3 separate regions of the Mus musculus genome follow, and all the other regions are linked to region 1. A link is a contact called in public HiChIP or PLAC-seq data. All regions are on one chromosome and are shown on one strand. Each heading gives the region's core, a stretch centred on a gene start, on an enhancer-like site or on the middle of the called end of the contact. The rest is flanking DNA. Distances are from core to core; before and after follow the strand shown.

Evidence for each region. HiChIP or PLAC-seq counts read pairs in DNA pulled down with a chosen protein or histone mark.
Region 2: a contact with region 1 is called in an H3K27ac HiChIP or PLAC-seq map of embryonic stem cells, with 16 read pairs. The contact joins the promoter of Capg here to the enhancer-like site in region 1. A contact is called at or near these places in 5 of 39 promoter capture datasets (the HPC-7 cell line, embryonic stem cells and liver), 6 of 484 Hi-C or Micro-C datasets (embryonic stem cells and liver), 3 of 115 datasets of contacts at active chromatin or transcription factors (embryonic stem cells and pancreatic cancer cells) and 4 of 9 other capture datasets (adipose tissue, embryonic stem cells, liver and 1 more).
Region 3: a contact with region 1 is called in an H3K27ac HiChIP or PLAC-seq map of embryonic stem cells, with 6 read pairs. The contact joins two enhancer-like sites. A contact is called at or near these places in 1 of 15 datasets of contacts at CTCF or cohesin (the NIH/3T3 cell line), 3 of 484 Hi-C or Micro-C datasets (the HPC-7 cell line, female germline stem cell-derived STRA8 germ cells and neural progenitor cells), 3 of 115 datasets of contacts at active chromatin or transcription factors (embryonic stem cells and oligodendrocyte precursor cells) and 4 of 9 other capture datasets (adipose tissue, embryonic trunk, liver and 1 more).

Annotation. Positions count from the first base shown.
Region 1 is chr6:72,634,486-72,638,444 of GRCm38.p6, forward strand. All of the region lies in intron 4 of Tcf7l1 (transcription factor 7 like 1 (T cell specific, HMG box)), which reads right to left. Gm15401 (predicted gene 15401) reads left to right here. Exons shown (of 5, transcript NR_040422.1): 4 at 1,837-2,054; 5 at 2,594-3,232. Among named protein-coding and RNA genes, the nearest start is that of Gm15401, 7.2 kb to the left of the region's middle. Within about 2 kb of position 1,801, at least 128 of the 459 cell types and tissues checked have an H3K27ac peak or open chromatin away from gene starts, as enhancers often do. A contact at or near this core is called in embryonic stem cells, liver and pancreatic cancer cells, where this site is marked.
Region 2 is chr6:72,546,574-72,550,868 of GRCm38.p6, forward strand. Capg (capping protein (actin filament), gelsolin-like) reads left to right here and starts at 2,700. Exons shown (of 10, transcript NM_001042534.3): 1 at 2,700-2,928.
Region 3 is chr6:72,722,306-72,726,094 of GRCm38.p6, forward strand. The region is part of intron 3 of Tcf7l1 (transcription factor 7 like 1 (T cell specific, HMG box)); the gene reads right to left. Among named protein-coding and RNA genes, the nearest start is that of Gm31249, 16 kb to the right of the region's middle. Within about 2 kb of position 2,091, at least 45 of the 459 cell types and tissues checked have an H3K27ac peak or open chromatin away from gene starts, as enhancers often do. A contact at or near this core is called in embryonic stem cells, where this site is marked.

The sequences.
Region 1 (3,959 bases), core at 551-3,050:
TTTATGTAACCACGTTCTGACTTTACTGACGAGAAGCCCTTTGACCTCTCTGTCACTTCCTGCTGCCCCTCTTTTCATCCGATATGCATACCACAAACTCTGGTCTGCTCAGTTCCTGGGGCTTCCTGGGTTTCCAAGTCTTATAGCAGGTAAAGTGGGCAGAGCAGGGATGAGAGCAGGAAAGCCCATCCTGATCATGAGGTGTGCTGCTGGCCTTGGTGGTGCAAAAAGGCCTCAAACCGAGTAGCTTCCTAGTTAGTCCTCTGTACTTGTTAGCTGTAGCAGCATAAGGTGAAACTTAAATACTGCCTTCACATTTTCAAAGATTTATTTATTTTATGTATGTGAGTACACTGTAGCTGTACAGATGGTTGTGAGCCTTCATTTGGTTGCTGGGAATTGAATTTTCAGGACCTCTGCTCACTCTGGTCAACCCCGTTCGCTCGGGTTGGCCCTGCTCGCTCAGTCCCTGCTTGCTTGGGCCCAAAGTACACTGTAGCTGACTTCAGACGCAACAGAAGAGGGCGTCAGATCTCATTACGGGTGGTTGTGAGCCACCATGTGGTTGCTGGGATTTGAACTCAGGACCTTTGGAAGAGCAGTCAGTGATCTTACCCACCAGCCCATTCACTTTTTTGGAGAATTTTTTTTTTTTTTTTTTAGTTTTCTAGAGACAGGGTTTCTCTGTGTAGTCCTTGCTGTCCTGGAACTCACTCTGTAGGTTCTCAAACTCGGAGATTCGCCTGCCTCTGTCTCCCAAGTGCTGGGACTGAAGGCGTGTGTCACCTACACCTGGCTGCTTTCACTGTATTTCCTGGCCATCACAATGATGAATATACAGCACAAGAAAGAACATGTGCAATAACTAGCTCTGACATCAGATTTCTAGGAACCAAGTGAGTGTATCCAAATGATGAACCTGGGTTTATAGGGGCCAGCCTGTCAAAGGGTAATTTTCGGCACTATAAACGTAATAGGGCTATTGAATTACAGAGAATGTTCAGTGGGTCAAGGTGGATGCCTGATAACCTGCCATCTCTTTCTAGATCCCTCAGGGTAGATCCTCTGACCTCCACAAGAACACCATGGCTAAAGGATGCCCACCCACATACACACAAAGAAATATAATGAATAAAAATAGAGAGAATTGCACAAACCATGATACAATTCATAAACAATGATTCTAAAACTGATTGCTACATAATCACACAGCTAAGCCAGCCCCTGCCAACAACGCCCCATGTCATTTATTTATCTTTGACAACATCGCATTATATAGTCCAGGCTAGTTTCGAACCCATGATCATCCACTCCAGCCTTCACGCTTCAGTTTTTAATTTATATTTATTTGTATCATTTTTGTCATTTTATAGTGAGAACTCTTAGGCTGGAATATGTAGCACAGTTGTTTAGCATCCTTGAAGCCCCACGTTTGATCTCCAGCTCTGTGTAAACTGGGTGTGGTAGCATAAACCGGTAACGCAGACACTTGCACTCAGGAAGTAAAAAGATCAGAGGTCAAAGGTCACTCTTTGTTACATAGTAAGTTAAAAGCCAGCCTGGACCAACCCCCTTCCATAAATAAACTAAAAAGTTTCAGTTGCCTGCTTACCCTTCAGTCAAAGAACACATAAAGGGAGTTCAATTTGCAAATCTAGGTATAAATCTAAATGACCTGCGGGTTATAATTTTGTACCACTAGGGGGCATCATTGTCCAGAAAATGGTCCGCGAGGGGCTGGACAGGAAGTGTTGCTGAGCAAGAGTTGTCCTAGAGGCTGGCCTGTCCTCTTAGGAGGCTACCTCCCACTCTGTCCTCACCCACTTCTCTCTCCAGCTGTCCCCAGGAGCTTGATGAGCACGGCAAAGGCTGAGGCTACCGTCAGGAATGCAGAGCCTCAAGTGGACAACCTCAGTACAAGACGTAGGAGCCACACGGGCTTGCTCAGCAAGGAATGCCATCCGAAACAGAGCCAAGTCCTTCCAGCAATGCCCCATCCGAAACAGCCAAATCCTTCCAGCAAGCTACATAGGTCGAGCACCTTCTCAGCCCAGGTATCTTGACAACTCCTCTCCCTGATCCATTTTAAAGTTTTGTGTGTATGTGTGTACACAGATGGAGACCTGAGGAGGGTCTCCTTGATCTCCTTTTGACTTACTGAGGTCTCTTGCTGAACCCAGAGCTTGTTGATCTTGGCTCAACTCCTTGCCCTGTCTTTATAATCTGCTAAATCCATGCGAGGCTGCCACAGCTGCCTGGGTTTTATGTGTTCTGAGCATCCCAGTTCCTTCTGGTCCCCACACTTTATCTGCTGAGCCATCTCCTTTGGCCCGCAGCTTCACCTTGCTGAGGCAGGCTGTGTAACTTAGTCTGCTCGATGACCACCACAGCCTGCTTCAGTCTTTTCCCTTTTGAAGCTCTTCAAACTCACAGCTCTTAAGAAAGCAAAGGGGTCCCCAGGGCATATTTTAAGCCCAAAGTAAAACCAACCCCTAAGGGCTCGCCATGGAAAACTGTCCACCAGAGGAGTCCCCCTCCCTCTTGTTGTCCTTCTTCTTTTATAGATTTATTTATTTGCTTATTTCATGTATAGGATTGCTCAGGTGTTCATGCACACCAGAAGAGGGAATCAGATTCCATTATGCATGGTTGTGAGCCACCTTGTGGCTGCTGTGAATTCAACTCAGAAGAGCAGCCAGCCTCTTAACTGCAGAGCCATCTCTCCCTTAACCTGATCAGAAACCAGCTGCATGGGATTGATCGCTCAGGAGAGTAGACCCTTCCCTTCTGCTGTCAATCACGATGGAGTCCTGGACTTGACAATGGCTGCCCAGGAAATCACCCAACATTTCAGTAGACAACTAACAACGCTATTCAGAATATGAGTTTTGTCAATCATCCATGACCCCTTAGCTGATAGAGAAGGGCAGGGCTCCCGGGGAGAATGGACACTGAAAATGTTTGCAGTGACATCAGTTTCTTTGAAACATCCCAAAGTCCATGGGGAGGGAGCAGGTCCAGTAGAGGTCGTTCCTTCAGACACACTGTGGGTGGTGTCTGCCAGAGCTGGTCAACTGTGGGGCTGGTAGGGGATCCCGGAGGACTGAGACTCCACAGCAGCACCCTGCCACCCTCCGACTCTGCCACCTGCCCCGGAGCAGCTAAGCCAGGGGTCCCTCCATTCTTCTGTCACCCGACCCAGGTAAATAGAAGAAAGTATCAGCTTTGCCACATCTCCTGACTCTTAACCTCAGGTTGGTTGCAGGAATATCCCCAAGCTCCTCGTGTATTTCCTAAGTGTGTTCCTAAGGTCTGAACGGCGACTTAGCTGGGCTCCGCTAACTGAGATGTGTTACAAGAGGAAGGACCAACAAATAAGCAATGTGTCAACCAGAATATAGTCCCAAGGTCCAATTCTCTTGCAGCAGATCTCACATTCCACATGGCAAGAACTCATTTCCGGTTTGTTTGCTTGTTTACTTGGGTTTTCGAGACAGGGTTACTCTGTGCAGACCCGGCTGTATGGGAACTTACTTTGTAGACCAGGCTGGCTTCAAAGTCATAAGCCCTCTTGCCTCTGCCTCTCAAATGCTGGGATTAGAGTTGTGCAGCATCTCAATGGGCTAGACATTCCTAATTTTAAAACATTTAAATGTGTGTGTGTGTGTGTGTTCGTGCATGCTGATGATGTCACGGTGTGCTTGTGGAGATCAGGCGACAATCTGTGAGAATGGGTTCTCTCCTTCTATCATGTGGGATTCAGGGCTAGACTCTCAGATCTTCAGGCTTACAGGTAAGCACCTTTAACCACAGAGCAATTTTACTGTGCTCAATGCAAAGATTTTAAGAGTAAATGTATTCATGAGAGTGAGCAGGCCCTACTGACCACCACCAGCCCAGATCTGCTTTTGTTTGGTTTTTGTTTTATCTTGGTAATTTTCTGGCTTAAAGTTTTATGG
Region 2 (4,295 bases), core at 1,450-3,949, 87 kb before region 1:
GGTGACCAGAAGAGAGCATTAGATTCCCTGGGACTGGAGTTACAAACAGTTGGGAGCCTCCGTGAGGGTGCTGGTGATGGAGCCTGAGTCTCTGAAAGAGCACCCACTGCTCTTAACCATGGAGCCATCACTCCAGCCCCACAAACTGTTTACAGAGAACATTTCCTTTTTTTTAAGTTTTACTTATTCATCATATGTGGGTGGTTGTCACAGCACATGTGGCAGCCAGAGGACAACTTTCTTTCTAAATCTCTTTTGATTTATTTTGAAAGGTGTGTGTGTGTGTGTATGTGTGTGTGTGTGTGTGTGTTATAAAACACCATGCTCAAAAGCAACTTGGAGAAGAAAGGGTTTATTTCATTTTACACTTCCAGGTAACAGTTCACCACTGAGAGAAGTCAGGGCAGGAGCCTGGAGGCAGGAGCTGATGCAGACGCCATGGAGGAGGGCTCCTTACTGGCTTGTTTCTCGTGGCTTGCTCAGTCTGCTTTCTTTTAACATCCAGGACCACCTTGCTCAAGGATGGCACTGCCCACAGTAAGCTGGGCCCTCCCATGTTGCTCAGTAATCAAGGTGATGACCCACAGACGTGCCTATAGGCCAGTCCTACAGAGACATTTTCTCAATTAGAAAACCCTCTTCCCAGATATGTCTAGATTTGTGTCAGGTTGACAAAACTCAATAGTGTAGTGTAATTTATCTGTATATTCAAATGTGAGTGCAGTGCTCTCTGTGGCCAGAAGAGGGAGTCAGACCCTTAGAGTTGGAGTTGCAGGCCATTGTGAGGTGCCAGATGTGGCTTCTGGGCACCAGACTCCAGTCTTCTGGAAGAGCAGCAGTTGTTCTTGACCTCTGAGCTGTATCTACCATTTCAGGGGACATCTTTCAGGAACCATTTTGTCCTTTTATTATAGGTTCTGAGGATCGAACTGTGGCCATCATTGCAGAGCAAGCATTTTTACTCACTGAACCGTCCCAGTGACTGCATTTAATGTTGAGAAAACAGTTAATTCTCTCTCTCATGGTATTTTAGCACACAGAACACATTTATCTAGAAGGCATGGGGGTGTACACTGTAATCCCAGTCCTCAGATGGAGGCAGGAGGATCACACATTTGAGGCTAGCTTGAGTTATGTCTTCAGGCTCAGTCTCAAATGAGCAAGCAAATACCAACTCCCCATATCCACTCTGTGCTCTGTTTTCTCCAGGCTTTCCCCTAGCAGCCTCCGAGATAGGTTAGGCTGGTCTGATGGTTGGATAATTAGCAAGCTTGCTTCGGTGCTACCTGGGCCAGGGCCATGACTCTGAACACTAAACTCTATGGCTTAGTGGACTTATGGATCTGACTGTTGACTAACATTCTTCCAGGATGGGCCTGTCAGGGTCCCTGGACATTGAGTCACCCAACTGTAGCTGCTCCTTAGGTGCAAATATTCCTGAACCTCTCAACCTGTGAGTCATGAATCATTTGGCAAAGTTTTATCTCTAAAGTATTTACATTACGAGTTATAACAGTAGCAAATGACAGTTATGAAGTAGAAGGAAGATAATGTTATGGTTGGGGGGGTCACCACAACATGAGGAACTGTATTGCGGGGTCACACATTAGGGAGGTTGAGAACTGCTGACCTAGGGATTAGGAGGGAATAAGAGCCTCCTTGACTGAGCGTCCTGTTTTCTATGTGACTTCGGGCTGTGCCCCAGGGTAAGGCTTTCCTGGGGCCAGCAAGTTAGATCAGACTGATTCTATATTATGGTCCTGTGACTGTGCGAAGGGAGCGGCTGTTGCTTTGGGTTGAGCTTGAAACCATATGCCCTCTGTCCTGGAACTCAAGAGATCCACCTGCCTCTGCCTCCCGAGTGCTGGGATTAAAGGCAAGAGCCACCATGCCTAGCTAAGGGGCATAGAGAGACTTCATGTTTCAAGACACCTTGTGTGGTGCCTCATTACATGTAAATCACTAGTGTTCAGGAAGCAGAGGCAGGATTCTCATAGCATTGAAGCCAATCTGGGCTACAGATTTAGTTTCATAGCAGCCTGGGTGCCAAAGTGAGACGCTGTCTCAGTAAAACAACCAAACAACAGTTGGTCACGATGGTGCACTTTTGTGATCCCAGCATCCGGGAATCAGAAGGGTCAAGTGTTCAAGACCAGTTTGAGCTGCCTTTAGAGGCTAGCCTGACTACATGAGAGCTTGTCTCGAAAACAAAACACCAAAATGAACACACATACACACACACACACACACACACACAGAGAGAGAATGTGTCAGGGCCTCAAACACTCTCTTGGAACTTTGCTTCAAAAACAGACTGGTTTACAGAGAGATTTCCAGGACAGCCAAGGCTACACAGAGAAACCCCGTCTTGAAAAACCAAAAGGAGAAAGAGGAGAAGGAAGGAGGAAGGAGAGGAAGAGGGAGGAGGGGAAGGGGAATGGAGGAGGAGGAAGAGGAGGAGGGAGAAGGAGTAGGTCATCATCACATGTACTCAGGGCAATGAGACAACTAGTCAGGGGGAGGAGGAAAAAGTAGTGTAGGGCCAGTGACCCAACCCAGGAAAAGTGACTAACCAGCCACAGCAGGGCCTGAGCAGACTCAGGCCTCTGCCGGGGCTAGTGAGTGGAATGGGACTTTCCTTGCTGGTCTGACTCTTTAAATTGTTCAGAATCTGCCTTGCCCGAGGCCGCTGTGATGAGACCTAGTCAGGCTTTAACCTCCCAGTGACCATGTCTGAGAAATAGCAGCCTTCCATCCGCATGGCCCAGCCTTGGAGCTGGCTTTCCTGAGCCCTTAGACTTCTGAGTACTGAGCCTCCCCATGGGTGGGGCAGGTGGGTGGGGCAGCCCAGTGGCGAAGAGGGAAGTTAGAAGCTAGCTATCGAGGGGCAAGCTGAGACGAGTTTGAGAAGAAAAGGCCCGTGGAGAGGTAAAACTGGGAAGGGCTCTGTAGAGAAGGGACTAGGACTCTCATGAGTGGGTAGGTGAGGGCTGGCTGCTAGGGTCCGGGAACAGGTGGGAACGGTGTCCCCAGGCGTAAGTCAGCTCAGGTCATTAGCTGTAGTTTTGCAGCTGCAGAGTCTTGAGTGGGTGTGGGTGGGATGTGTTCTAGCTGCTGGGGAGGAGCTGAAGGGTCTGGGCTCATCCTGGTCTGTAGGAGGTGGTGTCAGACCTGAGAGATCCCCAGAAGCCATCAACCTGTCGGGAGGTGAATTCAGATCTGGTGGTGTCTGTCCCCAAGATAGCACTATCCTGGGCCCAGACAACTGGAAGGAAGGGAACTGAGAAGGAACAAGGTAGGTTCAGCTACTTGAGGGACAGTCAGCCAGCCCCCAGTTAGAGGGTTGGCTGGGGACCAGTGTGGAGAGAGATGAAGGTAGAATCTGGGGGTGTGGGGAGCGGGATCTGCTTTGGCCTGTCCTGGGGGTTCAGAGCCACTGCTGTTCCCACTTCTAAGAGACATTGGCCACAGTCAGAAAGTCCTGGGCTTCTTGAATTGGCCCTCTATTTCCTCCCTAGGGCCGCTATTTCAGCTCACACTAACGGGGCGGATATGGTCTTTGAGGGGAAGTGACCTGTTGTGAGTCAGGGTCCAAGAGGGCAAAAATAGCCCCAGTTTTCCTCAGTACTGGGCCACTGATGCACATTGATAGGATCAAGCATTTTGTTGGAGGTAGGAGTGGACTCCACTTCTAAGCCCCCAGTGTGTCCTTAAAAGGTATTCTAGCCAGAGTTAGCCAGCAGGGCACACATCCTCCCCCCCACTGCTCACGACAGTCAGATGGGCCTCGTTGCCCTCTGGCTTTCTGCTTCAAGGCTGCTCCAGGCCTTGCCTGGATGTCGAGATCCTAAGCAATCCCGTTGGTTTTCATCTAGTCCAGTCATTGGATCTCAGCAAGTTAGGACAATCAGACACTTTTCCGGGCACAGTCAGGTGTGTCCAAAGGTCCATAGGCAAACTCAGCTTCCTGCTCCAAAGGTGCTTTCATGTCTCGGGGAGAAAGCCAGCCCCTAAAACTCATCACATTGTGGCACAATGGGGGAAAACGGAGTCCTCAGCAGAGGTGGCCAGCTGTGATGTAGCTCAGTGGTAGAGCATTTTCCAGCTGTGCCCTGTGGCCCTGGGTCTGGTTCCCGGCATGCTTCCCGTTCCCAGTGAAAGACACAGAGGCTGCCTGTGAGGTGGTGAGTTTCCCACCACCAGAAGCATTCAAGAGGAGGATGGCGAAGTGAGCCACAGAAGAGGGCTCGTTCGTGTGCGCTAAGGACTATCTAAGCACTAAAGCCTCTTCTAAT
Region 3 (3,789 bases), core at 841-3,340, 88 kb after region 1:
CACACAGCTCGGGACCAAAGCATGCATCTGCGTTTGCCCCTGCACAACTTCCGTGTGGGCTGTGCTGGGCAGTGGTACCCAGCTGTGCTGGGCAGTGGTACCCAGCTCTGCTCCCCAAGAACCAACCGTAGGCAAGCTGTCCCAGAGCTGCTGCCATACTCGAAAACTGGTCTGGCAGGTGGAGCCCTCTGCACACTCAAGAGGCTATTCAGATTCTCAACTGGTAAGCAAAAATCCCCAATATTTTGTAAAAAGCCTAGCAGTGATGGAGCACTAATCCCAGCACTTGGGAGGCAGAGGCAGGCAGATCTCTGAGTTCGAGGCCAGCCTGGTCTACAGAGTGAGTTCTGGGACAGCCAGGGCTACACAGAGAAACCCTGCCTTGAAAAACAAGAACAAAAGAAATCAAGTTTACAAAATAAAGGAGCAAAGGTATTTCACTGCATCTGGAGAGACCTTGTCATAGATGAAAGGTTTCCATGCAGCCAAGTCACTTAGGAATTTATTCTTGAATTTCTTTTGATTGCAGAGAGAGAGAAAAAATCTTGATTCCCAGACAAATGGCAGTAAATACAAACACATAGACTGGTTTCTGATCCTACAGCCGTGTTTGATAGCCTTTCTTACATTACTATCCTCCAAGAAGCCTTTGTAAACATTTCACCCGTTTGTACACCACCTCTGAAACCATACTACCACAGACAGATTGCCTGTGTTTGGGTATAGTGGCTCTTTGGAGGTAACAGGCTCTTGTCAGAGCCAGACACCATACGCTCCCTTCCAATTAAGAATTCATAGTTTAATAGGTCCCGGCCTTTAAAAGGTGGTAGAACATTTTGTTTCAGGCCAGAACCTTTAAAATTGTAATAGAGAAAGGGTCTGGGGATACAGCTCAATTGGTAGGACGATTGCCTAGCGTGAAGCATGAAGCAAGTCCCCAGGTCCAAATCTCCTGCACTACCTAAACTAGGCATGGTGGTACTTGCTGTAAGCCCAACCCTCCAGCCCTCGGAGCAGTGGGAGTGAGGGGCAGAAGTTCAAGGTTATCCTTGAGTACAAAGCAGTTTGGAGGTCAGTCTTGAGAAGGCGAGACTCACCTCATGGTAAGTATTTGTTAGATATTGTTTGAAACAGTTTACCTACTTTTACTCATTTGAGTCTTTCAATCCTTTGTTCCCATCTCTCCCCCTTTCCCCTCCCCCTACTCTCACTCTCCTCCTGAGATGGCATGAACCCAGGGCCTCACACAAACTAGGTGATTTTTCTCTGCCCCTGAGCTACATCACCAGCCCCATAGTCATCTGGCTCTTGACGGAATTCGGTAGGTAGGACTAGATGGCCTACAGAAGGTCACCTAGGAGCCAAGTGGCTCAGTTGAGGGGTCCAGCCTAAGCCCTACTACCTTCCCACGGAATAGCCACTCCTGTTTCCCTGTCATGCACATAAAACACGATGAGAAGATGCACACACGTCTGTGCTGGGATGCCACCCTGAGCCAAGCCCATTGAGAGCACACACAAGCATCTGGCTGACACCGTGAGAGGAGCCCCGTGTGCTCAGCTACAAGCTCCCTAACCAATGCCACATTTACAAGATATTCCACTAGAGACAGAGTGGCGGGCAGGGATACATACTGTGTGTGCCTCCCTGGCAGTGCCGGGTTTGAGCACCGGTGGTCTCTGGAATGCTGACATCTCATGAATACTTCATCGTGTGGGTTTTATTTTTGTTTCCCATTTGTAAATGTCAAGAATAGGATTTAAAAAAAAAATAACCCATTCCAATGTTCAAGAATTCCCCCCAAGCACCAGACCCACAGCAGTGCCGATGAAGCACCGGAGGGCAGCTCAGAACTGCTGCAAGTCTGCCTGACCGCGCTCACACCGCTGGGCCAGTGCCAGCTCCTGCCCCTCCCTTCCCAGCTTTTCTGGTCCAGGTCCCCCAAACTATACCATCTCCTCCCATCAAATACTCGAGCAGGGCACCACACTTCTCCGAGCCAGGCCCCAGGGAGCACCAGCTTGCAAGCTCCCTGGCTGGCTTTCTGTCCTGCATTCTTAGAGAAGGGTGTTCATCCCCTGGCTCTCCCTGAGCAGAGGTGCATGTCCCTGCCTGCTTTCCTTTCACTCATTAGCCTCTTATTTACTTAGTACCTACTAGGTTTAGCAGCTGGAGAATCAAAACAAATACATCTCCCGCTGAAGGAAAAAGAACACAGGAGTTCACAAAGACTGGTTTAGAGGAGAGGGAACAGAACTGTGGGCCGAGGAAACCCCAAAGGGAAGGCCTGGGTGCTGGGGAGCCTTGGAGGGCCATCCAGGAAGGAGCAATGCTCTCTGGGTCTGGGCCCAGGCCTGGGCAGGGAACACATCTCCCTGACAGGATGGCCTACAGCAAAGGCGGGACCAGTTCTAGAGTGTCAGGAGTGATGTCACCCTTCCCAGGTGGCAGAAGTTACAAACACAGCTGTCCTAGAGAAGCCATGATCCTTGATGGGCACTAACTACACACTGGAGTCTCCTGGAGCCCTTTACAAAGTCCTGATGTGTGGGCCCCACATGACTTGTCAGACCTCCCCGAGGGTCTTGGCTGTAAAGGAAGGGGTGAGCACTGACAGAGACAGAATGCCTGGTACACCCCAAGTGCCTGAAACCCTGCCGTGCTTCCTGGTAGCGGGCCTCCCCTCCCCCACCGCCTCCTACCTAGCACTCAAGTTCCCAATCACAAAGATCTCTTTGCTTCTCAGCCCTGGGTCTTGTGCAGATGACTTGGGTGAGGAAATGATAAAATCTGTTTAATGCTCAAATTCAGAGGGACAGGAAAGTGAGGCGTGGTGGTTAGTGGAAGGAGTAATTAATGGCTGTTACTGGGGCCTTGACGAGAGCTCTGTGCTTGCAGAGTTTAAACGCACGTGGTGTCTCTGGACTACAAATGAAAAGTGGTTAAGATGGAAAGGTCTACGGCTCAGCAGTTAACAGCATGTGTGGCTCTCCCATAGGACCCAAGTTCAGGTCCCAGCATCCACCTGAGAGTTAACCACAGGCCTAGGGACCCAACACCCTCTTCCAGCCTCCATGGGCACTATGTGCACACGGTGAGCATGTTGCAGGGTAGGAAGGGAGGGAGGAGCTCCCGCTGAACAAGTCTGAAGCAGGGACTTGGTATGTTCAGAAAGCAGAGAGCAAGCCAGCTAGCTGCATGGGGAGCGCTGGTGTCAATGGAGAAACCCTGTCTCAATGCTACAGCGGAAATGAACGCAAATCAAGAAACAATCCCCACTCCAACCTTGGGCCTTTGTGAGTGAACACACAAGCAAGCAAGCAAGCAAGCGCGCGCACACACACACACACACACACACACACACACAATTAATAGGCAGCAGGGTGCATCTATATGAGTACAGAAAGCCCAAAATTCAGGGAGACACAGCCCTCTGGCATTGGTGCGTTCATCCTGAGTTTAGGAATTCCTTTTCACTTGTGTGAATCCTGGGGGGGAGCAGGTCCCTCCTCCCATTCCAGAAATTGACAATGCATACTGTAAACTCCAGTTTGGGAACAATTGTGACAGTGGTCTAAGCTGCTACTTGACTTTATAGGTTCAGCCTTCTCAGAAAGGAAGGCATCTTCATGCCCTCTAAAGAACTGTCTTCACCAGTAGGGCGGTGGTGGCGCACACCTTTAATCCCAGCACTTGGGAGGCAGAGGCAGGCGGATCTCTGAGTTTGAGACCAGCCCGGTCAACAAAGTGAGTTCCAGGACAGCCAAGGTTACATGGAGAAACCCTGTC